Regions from separate parts of the Mus musculus genome. Here region 1 is linked to region 2. A link is a contact called in public HiChIP or PLAC-seq data. All regions are on one chromosome and are shown on one strand. The core of a region is the stretch at or near the end of the contact, and the rest is flanking DNA. Distances in the headings are between cores, read along the strand shown. Region 1 has its middle 42 kb from the start of Gm32835. Region 2 overlaps Nav1 (neuron navigator 1).

Region 1 (5,942 bases), core at 2,036-4,535, 130 kb before region 2:
ATCCATGTGTCCAGATACCAGTTCTAGAGAAAATCCTTGAAATTGTGTTTTACCAACTCCTCCTCATCCAGTCAGGTTAACCATCACACCGCTTCATCCTCCTCAAATGATTCCTTGAACAATCATTCTGGCAACACTTAAAGACAAATTAAACTATTTGTTGTTGTTGTTATCATCATCATCATCATCATGTTTGTTTGTGTCCAGAGACCTCAAAGTCTAGCAGATGAAAGACCATGAGAACAAAAAGACCTCCTACCATGTTCAATCCACAAGTAATTTGGTTGGAAAAGTTGAGTTGCTACCAGAGCTTAAAGGGATGTTGTTACCATCTGTTAGGGTTTTATTGCTGTGAACAGACACCATGATCAAGACAAGTCTTATAAAGGACAACATTTAAATGTGCCTGGCTTACAGGTTCAGCTATTCAGTCCGTTATCATCAAGGTGGGAGCATGGCAGCATCCAGGCAGACATGGTACGGAAGATGCTGAGAGTTCTACATCTTCATCTGAAGGCTGCTAGCAGAATAATGACTTCCAGGCAGCTAGGATAAGGGTCTTAAAGCCCACTCCCACAGTGACACACCCACTCCAACAAGGCCACACCTCCAAATAGTGCCACTCCATTGGCCAAGCATATTCAAACCATGACACCATCCTACCTGGGATGGACAGAATAGGGTCAAAAATGGCTTCTTAGAGGAGATAGATTATGTTTGAGCCAAATAAACAGATTTCTGGGTAGACTTGATGACATTGGGCATTCTATCAGAGAAGGCAGCAGGTACAAAGGCTTAGGGCATCAAACAGCAGGGGTCTCTCGAAGTTCCCCACTAACCCAGTTAGGGATGACCCGAGAAGGTGTCTGTATGATGTAACTTACCCGAAGATAGCAGAGGTAGGGAGTGTGGCACAGAGGTATTGTTTACTTTGCCAATCCTTAAAGGGATTTATATATAAACCGATCGGCCAGATCTGCCTATCTTAGTGGTCTCCAAGAGTAGTCAATGCAAGAAGTCAATGTAAGGAACCAGCTAGTGGGCTTTTCTTCCGGCTTAAGGGCTAGTTCAACACACAGTGGTGGAAGCGGATGGCAAGGGTGAATCCAATTACTTAGGAGACAAGGGTCACAGGATGCAGTGGCTAAGAGAGAAGGGAAGAGCTTGGTTCCTGACACATGGCTCCAACTAAGAGAAGGGATGCCAGGTGTGGAGAAGGGAAGAAAGAAAATGAGTTCAGCTTTAGAGGTTTTGAGTTTGGATGTCAGATGGACAAGACTCTAACAACAGAGGTTAGAGGTGAAGGACAGAGGCATCCTGCAGGACGTGGTGGCTTACACCTTTAGGGAGTCTCTGTGAGTCTGAGCTCTGCCCGCTCTACATATCAAACTCCAGGCCAACCAAGGCTATGTGGTGAGATCCTGTCGAAAAAGGGAAAAAAGAAAGGAAGGAAGGAAGGGAGGGAGGGAGGGAGGGAGGAAGGAAGGAAGGAAGGAAGGAAGGAAGGAAGGAAGGAAGGAAGGAAGGAAGGAAAAGAAAAGCCAGGAGTGATAGCCTGCACCTGTAAATCTAGCGCAGTGATGAGGGACAGAAACAGAAAGACCTTGGGGGCAGTCAGTCTAGTCAAAACAGGGTCAAGCTCAGTGACAGTCACCATCTCAATCAATCAGTCATCTATCTATCTATCTATCTATCTATCTATCTATCTATCTATTTATCCGACACTTTAGAGACAGAGGCAGGTGTATATCTGTGAGTTTGAGACTGGTCCACACAGCAAGTTTTAGACCAATGAGCTATACAGTGAGCTTCAAATTTTTTTAAAATAATAATAATAAAAGAATATAAGGTGGTAAGAAAGACACTCCGTGTCAACCTCCTGCCTCCATGTGTGTACTCATGGGCAAGCACACCTGTGCACACGTGCACAAATGAAATGTACTGAGAGGGCTGAGAGGACTGACACAGAGGAACAAGAACAGAGTTGTCACACGTGCATGGTCAGGGAGGAACCATGGAAGTTGGCAAGAGAGCGTGAGGAAGGCTGGGCATAGCCTGGCTCGCTTCTCTATCAGTTGTATCATTTTGTTGTTGTTATTGTTTGGTTTTGGGAGACAGGGTTTCTCTTTGTAGCCCTGGCTGTCCTGGAACTCACTCTGTAGACCAGGCTGGCCTTGAACTCACAGAGATCTGCGTGCCTCTGCCTTCTGAGGGCTGGGGTTAAAGGTGTGCATGACCACCACCCTAGAGAAACTACTTATTTATTACAAGAGGACTTTTGGCACAGGTATCTGGTTACCTGAGTTATAGAAGAGCCGAGGAGCTGAGTTAGGAGGAGGAAGTAGCCAGCAGACCTAGACAGACTGGAACTGGGCCCTATAGGATCTGGAGCCATCTTGGAGGCACTGGGCAAGCAAGATGTCTTGGAGCTTGCTAGATGCTTTCTGAGGCAGAGGAGAGGATTGTTCCTTCTTTTCATGTCTTGGAGGTGCCTTCTGCTAGCAGAAGTCTGCTGACTCGGAGCTGACATAGTTAGGCCAGGGCCAGCCAGCCTTGCCCTGAAGGATAGAGTCAGGGCATATGAGAGAGTAGATGTGTGGGCAATTTGCAGACTCCCACCCCCAGCTCCCAGAGAGAACACACAGCACAGTGGCCATTGGCCCAGCCAGGCTGGCTGACCCAAGAAGAACGGTCCCTAGGACTGGGACTGTAGGAGAGCATGAAAGAGTTTTGCTCAGAAAAGTGCTGAGCTTAGGTCCCGTGCTAGGCAACAGCTCTGGCTATTTAACTGGAGAGCTATTAGCCTTGACATACTGCTAACCAATCTTCAATGCTCTCCTTCTCGTTTCTCAAACTCTAACTCTAACTCTCTCTCTCTCTCTCTCTCTCTCTCTCTCTCTCTCTCTCTCTCTCTCTCTCTCTCTCTTTCTCTCTCTCATCCTCCTGCCTCCAATTGCAAATTTCTGGCATTGTAGAAGCGTGCCACCAAGCCTATGCACCTAAGTTCCAAACTCATAAGCGCAGTCTAGTCTCAGGCTCTTCTCAGTGCTGGTCCTTGCCCCTCAGCATCCCCAGCCTCTATCCTGAGTGCTAGGCCTAAGGCCTGGCACAGTGGGTCTTAGCCATCCTCTAGCAGTCCAGCTGTCTAGATGAGGCCAAACATGGTGGCTCTGCACGCCTGGGGCTCAGCCCATTTGGTGGCTCTCAGCCTCCTCTCTGCCTGGCTGATTTCTTTGTGTGCCCTGGCCAGGCCCATGCTGCGCCAGGCCCGCTATGTGGGTATAATAGCCCTGATCTCTGTGCTTGTCAGAGAGGAGCCAGCAGGGGCAAGGCCCCATCCAGGGCTCATCAGCCCTGTGCCCCAGCTGTGTTAATTACCCAAGCCCTCCAACAAGCCCACCCTGTCTCCCCTCTGCAATTAAAACAGAAAGCTCGTTATCTTTGCTGCTTGCATTATCTGCAGACTCTGCTAGGAAGCTTTCCCTCAAGAGCAGCACCTGCAGAGGCCAACAGAGGTTGGCATTAACTCCTTCCCTGCTGGAGCGAGGTGCCTAGAAGCCAAAGGAAGTGGGTGAATAAGCAGTTGGGGCTGGTAGGAGGGTCCTGGCATGACCTTCAGCCAACTGGGTGACCTTGGGCAAATAGTTTGCCTTTCCTGAGCCCTATAAACCCTCTCTTCCCTCCCCTTCTGCCCAAGAAAGCTAACGGGGATGAGAAAGATGTCATTTAGGTTGTCAGCTCTTTACGGTAGCTGTCGCCAGTCTTCTATTACCATGGCTGATAATATTTTCAGGAATCACAAGCCACACCTGGAGATGAAGCATTTGAGTAAGTAAACTAACAGCCAGGGTTAAGAAGCCTGGGAAAGCACAGCAGCTAGGGGCTTGAACGGTCCAAGGCACTTGGATCTAGCAACCCATTTCACAATGTGTCCTGTAGCAAGCACTTTGCTCTAGATTTCTCCTCCTCCTCTGCAGCTCTAGAGAATTCCGCTTGATATTCCCCAAAATGCTTTTCCGCTGAGAGATCTCACCGCCAATGACCTTACAGTGTGAGAAGTAAGGAGGATGACACTTATTGGACCACGTTGCCGGCTCTTTCAGGGGTGCTGTTACCTTTGCCTGGGAGGCTGTTAAATTATTGCCCTGTTACGACAAGCTTATGTTTCCTTACAAGATAGAACTGCACAAAGAAAAGAGCCAGCCGGGCAGTGGTGGTGCACTCCTTTAATCCCAGTGCTTGGGAGGCAGAGCTAGGTGGAGATCTCTCTATAAAGTATGGGATGAGGCCAGCCTGGTCTACAGAGTGAGCTCCAGGACACCCAGGGCTGTGACACAGAGAAGCCTGGTTTCGAAAAAACAAAACAGAACAAAACAAAAACCCAAAGCCAAACAAACAAAAAAAAAAAGAAAGAAAAGGAAAGTAGCCTAGTAAAAGATGAAGGTGATGAATATTAATCCTTTCATTTCTCTGGAGTTTTATTGCAAATGGGAAGGAATTGATAATAAGAAAGAGCCTTATTTCCTCTCGTCTCACTGTGACTCTGAAAGATTGCCTAAGATATGCATGAAGACTCTTAAAGAAGTTTGGGTAGTCTTTATGCATTGGACTCTTGTTGCCTCCTGGGTAAACTGAGGCCTGGAGATGGCTCTAGTACTAACTTGGCAGTTGGCTCAGCCTAGAATGTGCTTGTGTGCAGCAGATGTGACTGGGAGTTGCCAAGAGTCCTTCTGAGCCTGTTTCTAGAGTGTCCTCTGAGTCCACGCACGGCAGCTGCCTGGGGCTTAGCTTGTCTATGCAGTTGACAGGATGGAGCAGTCCAGATGCCTTTCCATGGGCTGGGTTCTGGACCTGCTCCTGAGCCATCCAGACACAGGGTCTGGGGAGAGACTGCAGCAGACAGGGATAGAAGGGATCAGGGGAAATCTGGACACGCTGGCAGGGAGCCCAGACCCTGGCAATCTACCAGACAGAAGTGGCTGGCCTATATTCTTCAACCAAGACCTCAAGAGCGAGCAAAAGGCTGCAAGCCTTACTCGGCCTCTGCCCCACACCACCAGCACAACTGGTAAGGGAAAAGCTTCCTGACTTGGGCACCATGTGTGAGTAGCTGTTCTGGGAATCTGATCTCGGTCTCTCCAGCTTTGGGCAGACCCTTTGGACCTCAACCCTGACATCAGGTCTTAGGCTGGCTCTCTCCTGGCTTTAGAGTCCTCTATCTGTGATGCCTCGTTTTCTCTGGAGGGCTTCCTATGGAGTCCTGAAAAACCCTTAGAACAGACGATCTCACAGTGTTCTGTGGCTTCTTACCAGGGATTCTGTGAGGAGGAGGAATATGTTGGTGAGGGGAGATAGAGAGAGGTGATTGACAGCTAAGTTTTGGAAATGTAGCACAACCCATCTGTCCTCTAGAATCATGGCTCAGAGAGGCTTTTTCTTGTTTTGTTTTTGGTGCTGGAGTTGGGTCAAGTATGTCATATATGGTAGGCAAGCTGGCCACCAGTGAACTACATCCCTAACCCTCTGAGAAATTCCTCATTCACAAACCCCAAGGAAAATTTGTGTTTCCACAATGTATGTATGCATATGTGTGTATGTGTATATATGTGTGTGTGTATATGTGTGTATATATACATACATATATATATATATGTATATGCATGCATATTTTAAAAGGGGTGCTAGGCATCGTGACATATGCCTGTAGATCCCAGCACATGGGAGGCAGAGATATGAAGATTGATGCAAGAGCAAGAGTAAGTTCAGGCGAGCCTGAGCTACACAGTGAGATTCTGTCTCAAACTCTTCCTCTCCAAACACACACAAAGGGGAACTCTGACACCTGCTACATCACAGAAACATGGTACGTGAATTGATCCAGTCTCAAACTGACTAACACTGCATGAATCTACCCTAAGGAAAGGAAATAAAGAACAGATTTG
Region 2 (6,166 bases), core at 297-2,796:
TCTCAGAGGGCCCTTGCACCTCATGTACATAAACATATACACACATGCACAATTAAAAATAGAATAAGGGCTGGTAAGATGGCTCAGTGGGTAAGAGCACCCGACTGCTCTTCCGAAGGTCCAGAGTTCAAATCCCAGCAACCACATGGTGGCTCACAACCATCTGTAACAAGATCTGATGCCCTCTTCTGGAGTGTCTGAAGACAACTACAGTGTACTTACATATAATAAATAAATCTTTAAAAAAAATTAAAAAAAAATAGAATAAATTTACAAAGAACAATCTAAGAACTAAGCTCACCATGCTCAGGTTACGGGGTGACTCTGGCCTTTTCCCCATTGTGACCTGGCTCACTCAAACATTGCTTACACGGGAAGGGTGGTTTGGGCTGGTATCTTAGTTCCCTGTGTGCTACTTTAACACCATACCACAAAGAGGTCATTTATGAAGAACAGAGATTGGTTTATTATATTTCTGGGAGATGGGAGTCCAAGACTGAAGGGCCAGTCTGCTAAGGACCTTCTGTGGGGGAAGTAGAGGGTCAAGAGAACATAAGTGAGAGTGAGGACATAAGTGAAAGAGAGGGCTTAACTCCTGCTTTATCAGGAACCCACCCCCATTGGAACTAACCATGGAGAGATGGCTCAGCGATTAAGAGCACTGACCATTCTTCCAGAGGTCCTGAGTTCAATTCCCAGCAACCGCATGGTGGCTTACAACCATCTGTAATGGGATCCGATGCCCTCTTCTAGTCTGTCCTGGTGTGTCTGAAGGCAGCAACAATGTACTCACATATATAAAATAAATAAAATCTTTTTTTTAAATGTCCTACATTTTAACGCCGGCACACTGAAGATTTTCCAGCACGGCCCTGTATCTTAGGTGACACACTAAGGCATATAGGTGAGCACCTGTGGAGTGAGCAGATCTAGGGCACAGATTGCATGGGGATGCGTAGGGTGTGCACAGGTTGTTGCCATGGGCACCTGAGGCGTAGAGATTTCTAAGTGGTTAATGACCCTACATGGGTCAAAGAAGTGTGGCTGTTTCTCCTTCAGCTCCCACTCATTATTGAATGTAGCAGCTCCTGGAGATACCAGCTGCAGCTCTTTGAACCTGTTCTGGCTGGGTCCCAGACATAGGTTCCTGCAATTGTGTCAGGTGCATGTATGAGGTCAGTGGGGAGAGGAGAGTAGTGAGACACAGACACCACTAAAGAAAAGTAAGAAGGGTCGGACGGAAGGAGTGTGTAGAATCAGAATAGAAGGGGCTAATTTCAGAGAGCCCTCGGCTCTCAAAATTCCACTTAATTCTCAAAACATAATAGTGGACCATTCTCTGTCTGCAGAGTTAGTGTGTGTCTTACGCAGTGTTTCTCAAAACCTGGAGTAAGCCAGGTAGGTATTCCAGAGGGGCTGCTGGATGCATGCTTGTGTTTCCATAGCAACAGATGCTGACTTGGGAGGGGCCCCTCCTCTGGGTGTCCTAGTAACCTACAATTGAGCTGCTGAGCTTTCACTGGGTGTGATGACGTGCAATTTGGCTGACAATCAGGGAGGATAGGCATCGAAGAAAGCTGTTGAGATGGGTATGGCTTTGCTCTACCAGCCCCTCCCACCTGTCTCCCGGTCCATTTGTCTCTCCTCTTTAACTGCCAGCCTCCTCCTTTATTCCCCAACCCATATGTTTGGTGGTAAGCCAGCTGGGCTTCCGTGTGCCTGAAAGTTTCCTGCAAGCTGAGATCGCCAAAAGAGCACACATTTGGAAGTTTGATAGGTTGGGTCAGATCTCATCTCTGAGGCTTCAAGGAGAGCTGTTTGTTCTAAGGATAAATGACAATATGGGACTAGGATTATTGTTGGAAGGCAAAGAACACAATGTATATAAGGTACTTGGTATGCAGTAGGTGTTCAGTGTATGTAAGGTATGTGGTATACACTAGACGCTCAGTAAATGTTTATCCCCCTTCTCATGTTTGACTTTCTAGAACTCCAAAGCAACACAAGCCATCTTTGAAATAGAATTTTCCTGCTGAGGTGGCAGTGCTTGTTTGCCACACTCATCATTTCAAAACCCCCTCTCCTCGGGGAGCCTTCCTTAATTTCCCCTCGTTACAGTGGGATTGCTATCTGACTCTGGGCTGCTCCAACCCTCCAGTGCATACTTTATACTACAGTAATTTGTGCTTTTATGATTCCTTGACAATTGTAAAGGAACAGCTTATGAAACATTAACATGGAATTATCTCATTTAATCTTAACAACAGTATGAATTCGATATTCTTTACCTTGATTTACAAGCTAAGAAACAGGAACTCGGCCTAACTGGATGGTGGGATTCCCTAGCTTCAGAGTGGCAGAACCAGCGCAAAGCCCAGCCCCCCACCCCCCACTCCCATTCCAGTCTACCACTGCCTTGCTATGTGTATCTTGTTTCCCTAAAACCTGGGAACATGTCACAGGAGGGGTCCCAGGCCTTCCACTATGGCAGCTGCTTTCCCAAGACAGAGACTATGGCTTCTTCTGTCAGCAACTTGGGTTCTCAGGCCCTGCTGCCGAACACCCAGAGACCCTTCTGGCATGCCCCTAAGCAACCTCTCCATCTTCCTCACTTTGGGGAGCCACAAAGTGGCCACAACTGGGAGCTCTGGGCCAGGCAAAATGAGCAACCCAAGCTTCTGAATGTCTGTCCTTGTTTGACTCCCGCTCAAAGACTTAGCTGTCCCAGGGTATTCCCGAGGGGCCAGCTCAGGCCCCTGGGCTATCAGATGTCTCTGGCCAGGCAGCAAAGGACCATTCACTGCAGCTGAAGAAAGACCAGCAGACCAAGTAGGAGGTTTACCCACCAACCTCTCTTCAGTAGGGTGCACCAAAGAGGCCGAAGACCGTTATTCTTGCTTCTCGAGGTGCAGGCACCAGGAGATGCATAGAAGTCTGGATTTGAAAAGCAAAGCAGAAAAGAGAGCTCCAATGCATGTGGCTATGTCAGGAATGGATAGACACTCACTAAATATAGGTGGCAGGCTCATGGAGAGAGGGTCTGAGAGGGTGCCATCAGAGCATGTGCCACAGATAGAGCGGAAGCTCAGTGCATACCCAGGTGTGGGAGGGGACATCTAAGCGAGTGCGAGAGGTGGCTGGACATAGAAGCAATGTGTGTGCAAGGTCGCCTGAGGATGCACAGCCACTTATTCACAAGTCTGTACAGGGCAACCACATAAGCAGTGTCAGAGAGGAAGAGGGACTTCCAGGAGGAAGTGAATGATCTTGCACTTGATCTAAAACAGGAAGAACAAGTGGAATGTGGCAGCCCTTGCTTCTCCCCTGTCGGGGGTTTGTATTCAAGGGCTCTGAGTTCTTCCCCTTCCTGTGTGGCACCAGCAGCCTGGAGACAGAGACCCAGCTCCCACTCATCCTGGCTCTTCACACTCCTTCAGCCCCTCTTCTCACTGTTCCTCCCCTTCCTGCCTCAGGCTTCCTCCACTGCCCCACCTGACTCCATTCTCAGACACTGTAGGTCTGAAGGCAAGGGGCAGTTCAGGACTAACACTACATACCCGTGGCCACACATGTGGCCATACACGCGGCCATAGGGCTGCTAGCAGCAGGGGTCCCCAGGGTCGCTGATGTTCCACTGAAGGTTATTAGGTGAGGGACAGGATTTAGCTGGCTGTCATTTCCCTTTCCAACCCATAATGAGCTTTGGAAGAAGGGCCCTGGGGAGAGCCAGTGGTTCCAGCCCATGCTGAAGTGAACTTTCTCCAGATGTCCCCTGCTTTCTGGAGTCAGCCCGGGGAAAGCACTCCCATGTGTGCTCTCCACCCAAAGTCCCCACTGCCCTCTGGGAGGCTATTCAGTTCACCAGCACACCTTCACCAGCGCCCACCATAAGTTCCCTTTTCTTGGGAAGCAGAGTGACAAGTCTAGGGAACATTCTAGAGCCTGGTTGACTATAATTTCATTTTCAGTTTGCTATTTCCTACTGCCCTGGGATGTTACCTCGTCTGTTTTTGCTTCACTCTAAAGAGCGGAATGGGGATGGTGCCAATGCCAACTTCATGATATGTGTTTATGCAGTCAGTGTATGCCTGATAGGGTATCTGCTGCATGGGAGCCACGGTGGGTATAGGAGAGGAAAACATTGGCTCATACAGAATGAAATGGCAAGCAAATACACAAACCTTAAAATATAACCTGAAATAATGCTGCGCTATAAGGAAGAGCAAGGTCGAGCGGTGAGCAGTGGGTGTAGGCCAGATGACGTTGTAGGGTGATCAGGAAAGCTTTCTTTGCTCCAACAAACAGAAGAGCGATGTGCAAAGGCCCCAAGGCAAGAGTAAATACATGGCCAGGGAGCCAGAAGGAGGTCAGTGCGGCTGACGCAAAGTAAACAGAGGGCAGAGTGGTCAGAAATGAGGTCAGGCGTTAGCTAGGGGCCCGGTGGTGGGCCATGATGAGGGAAAGCCACTGGAGGACTTCAGGGAAGGGGTGATGCTCAGGGACCCCAGAGAGACCAGGAAGTGTGACAGGAGACCTCTGCAGTAATACAGTAGAGGCAGAAGCATGAGGGGGTTTAGGATCAAATAAAATGATACATGTCCAGTATACACGCATGGTCATACACACACTGGAATTTACCCAGTGACGCCCTCCTGCACATCTCTCATCCCTCACCCCAGCTCATCAGGCACTTGCTAGAGCAGCAACCTCTCCCACTGTCCTTCCTCCTCCCTCCCCAGCATCCTCTGCCTCTCCGCAGGGATGGCAAGTGAGGCCTTACCATGCTAGCTTACCATGAAAAAGCTGTTGAGGCTCACTTCTCTCCTGTTCCCAACTGCTGGGGTGGTGGGAAAGGCGGGGCTTGGCAAAGGTTATATAAATATTTGCTGAGCAGTAACACAGCTGGGTGCAGGGCCCCTTCCTTCAGCTGGCTCCTTTGCCAGCCTAGAGAAATCTCAGCTGGGACTAAAGACTGGCTTTGGAACTTTCCGTGCGTGCGCATCTGCTGACTCTCAATGCTCCCATTCAAACTGGTCCACAGCCTGATCTTCCATACCTTTCAATACGAGTCCCATACTGGCCCTATGGAGGGAGCTGGCCAGAGATGATACCACTGTCTGCAGAAACCCTAGTCTAGGAACCAAGAGACTTGTGTTGTGTGCATAGGAATGCCCCACACATCACTTACCTGTTATGGGCCGCATCTATAGGAGGGCCTGTGGCTGGCCATGATGACCTTTCAAGTCTTTCCAGCTCTGATTTCTGAGTTGGATCTGGTCCAGGCACCCTGGCACCGCCTCCCAGAAGGGCCTGGAGGCAGGGTGAGACATTGAGAGAGAAGAAAAACTCATTCCAAGAACTTCGATAGACCTTAGACATTGCCAATAGGTCAAGCAATTCACTGGTGATTCCTGACCTAGGAGTGATATCATCGTGGCAACACCTGTGGGTAGATTTTAGATTACCTTAGGCCACTCTCAACCCTCCTGACCATGAGTGATCCGAAGAAAGTATAATGTTAGCTACTGGGCCTTAGATCACTAGGTCCTTTGAGAAAAGAAGCTGGAAACCATTTTTCTAAACATTTCTCTCAAGGTCGAACAAAACCAAATGAATTCATCAAGATTTAGAAGTCACTGAGCAATCTGAGGTAGGTCTTTGAAGCAGGATTAGGGACGTAGCCAGAAAATTTCCTAACAGTGTGGGGGAAAAGGTTCACTTATTGCATTCCCTCTCCCAAATCCTTTCTCTCTCCTTTCCCTGTCCAGCCAGTTTTTTGTTGTTTAATTCTTTCTCTCTTTTTTAAAATCACTTCACTTTATGCCTGTCACTGCCAAGATACTCCCAGTGGCTGTACATACTTAGGAGGCCGAGACGGGAGACTTGAAAGTTCTGAGCCAGTCAGAGCTATATGCACAGTGAAAACTCTGTCTCCAACAAATGAAAGGGCAGGGGAGAAAGCTGTTACCAGCTTAGCTCAAGTGTATGGAGTAGTCTCTGTGCCTGGCCACCCACAGGACTGGAGGGCGTTATCTGAGGACCTGTGGAGGAGCAGGGGGGTTTCCATTTGAGAAGTTCCATAGCCTCAGAGTTGGTGAGAGAGAAGCAACCAGGCAGCTCAAGGGACAAAGCAGAAGTGTCTACTCAGCAACTCAGTCTGCTCACG

The links. HiChIP or PLAC-seq counts read pairs in DNA pulled down with a chosen protein or histone mark.
Region 1: a contact with region 2 is called in an H3K4me3 HiChIP or PLAC-seq map of embryonic basal ganglia, with 2.5 times the contacts expected there. The contact joins two enhancer-like sites. A contact is called at or near these places in 5 of 115 datasets of contacts at active chromatin or transcription factors (embryonic basal ganglia, embryonic hindbrain, embryonic stem cells and 1 more) and 2 of 9 other capture datasets (adipose tissue and liver).

What each region holds. Positions count from the first base shown.
Region 1 is chr1:135,643,279-135,649,220 of GRCm38.p6, reverse strand. It overlaps a transcript of Nav1 not described here. Among named protein-coding and RNA genes, the nearest start is that of Gm32835, 42 kb to the left of the region's middle. Within about 2 kb of position 3,285, at least 40 of the 459 cell types and tissues checked have an H3K27ac peak or open chromatin away from gene starts, as enhancers often do. A contact at or near this core is called in embryonic basal ganglia, where this site is marked.
Region 2 is chr1:135,514,226-135,520,391 of GRCm38.p6, reverse strand. The region is part of intron 3 of Nav1 (neuron navigator 1); the gene reads left to right. Gm32940 (a long non-coding RNA gene) reads right to left here. Exons shown (of 4, transcript XR_003948736.1): 2 at 5,189-5,310. Among named protein-coding and RNA genes, the nearest start is that of Gm32940, 5.3 kb to the right of the region's middle. Within about 2 kb of position 1,546, at least 16 of the 459 cell types and tissues checked have an H3K27ac peak or open chromatin away from gene starts, as enhancers often do. A contact at or near this core is called in embryonic basal ganglia, where this site is marked.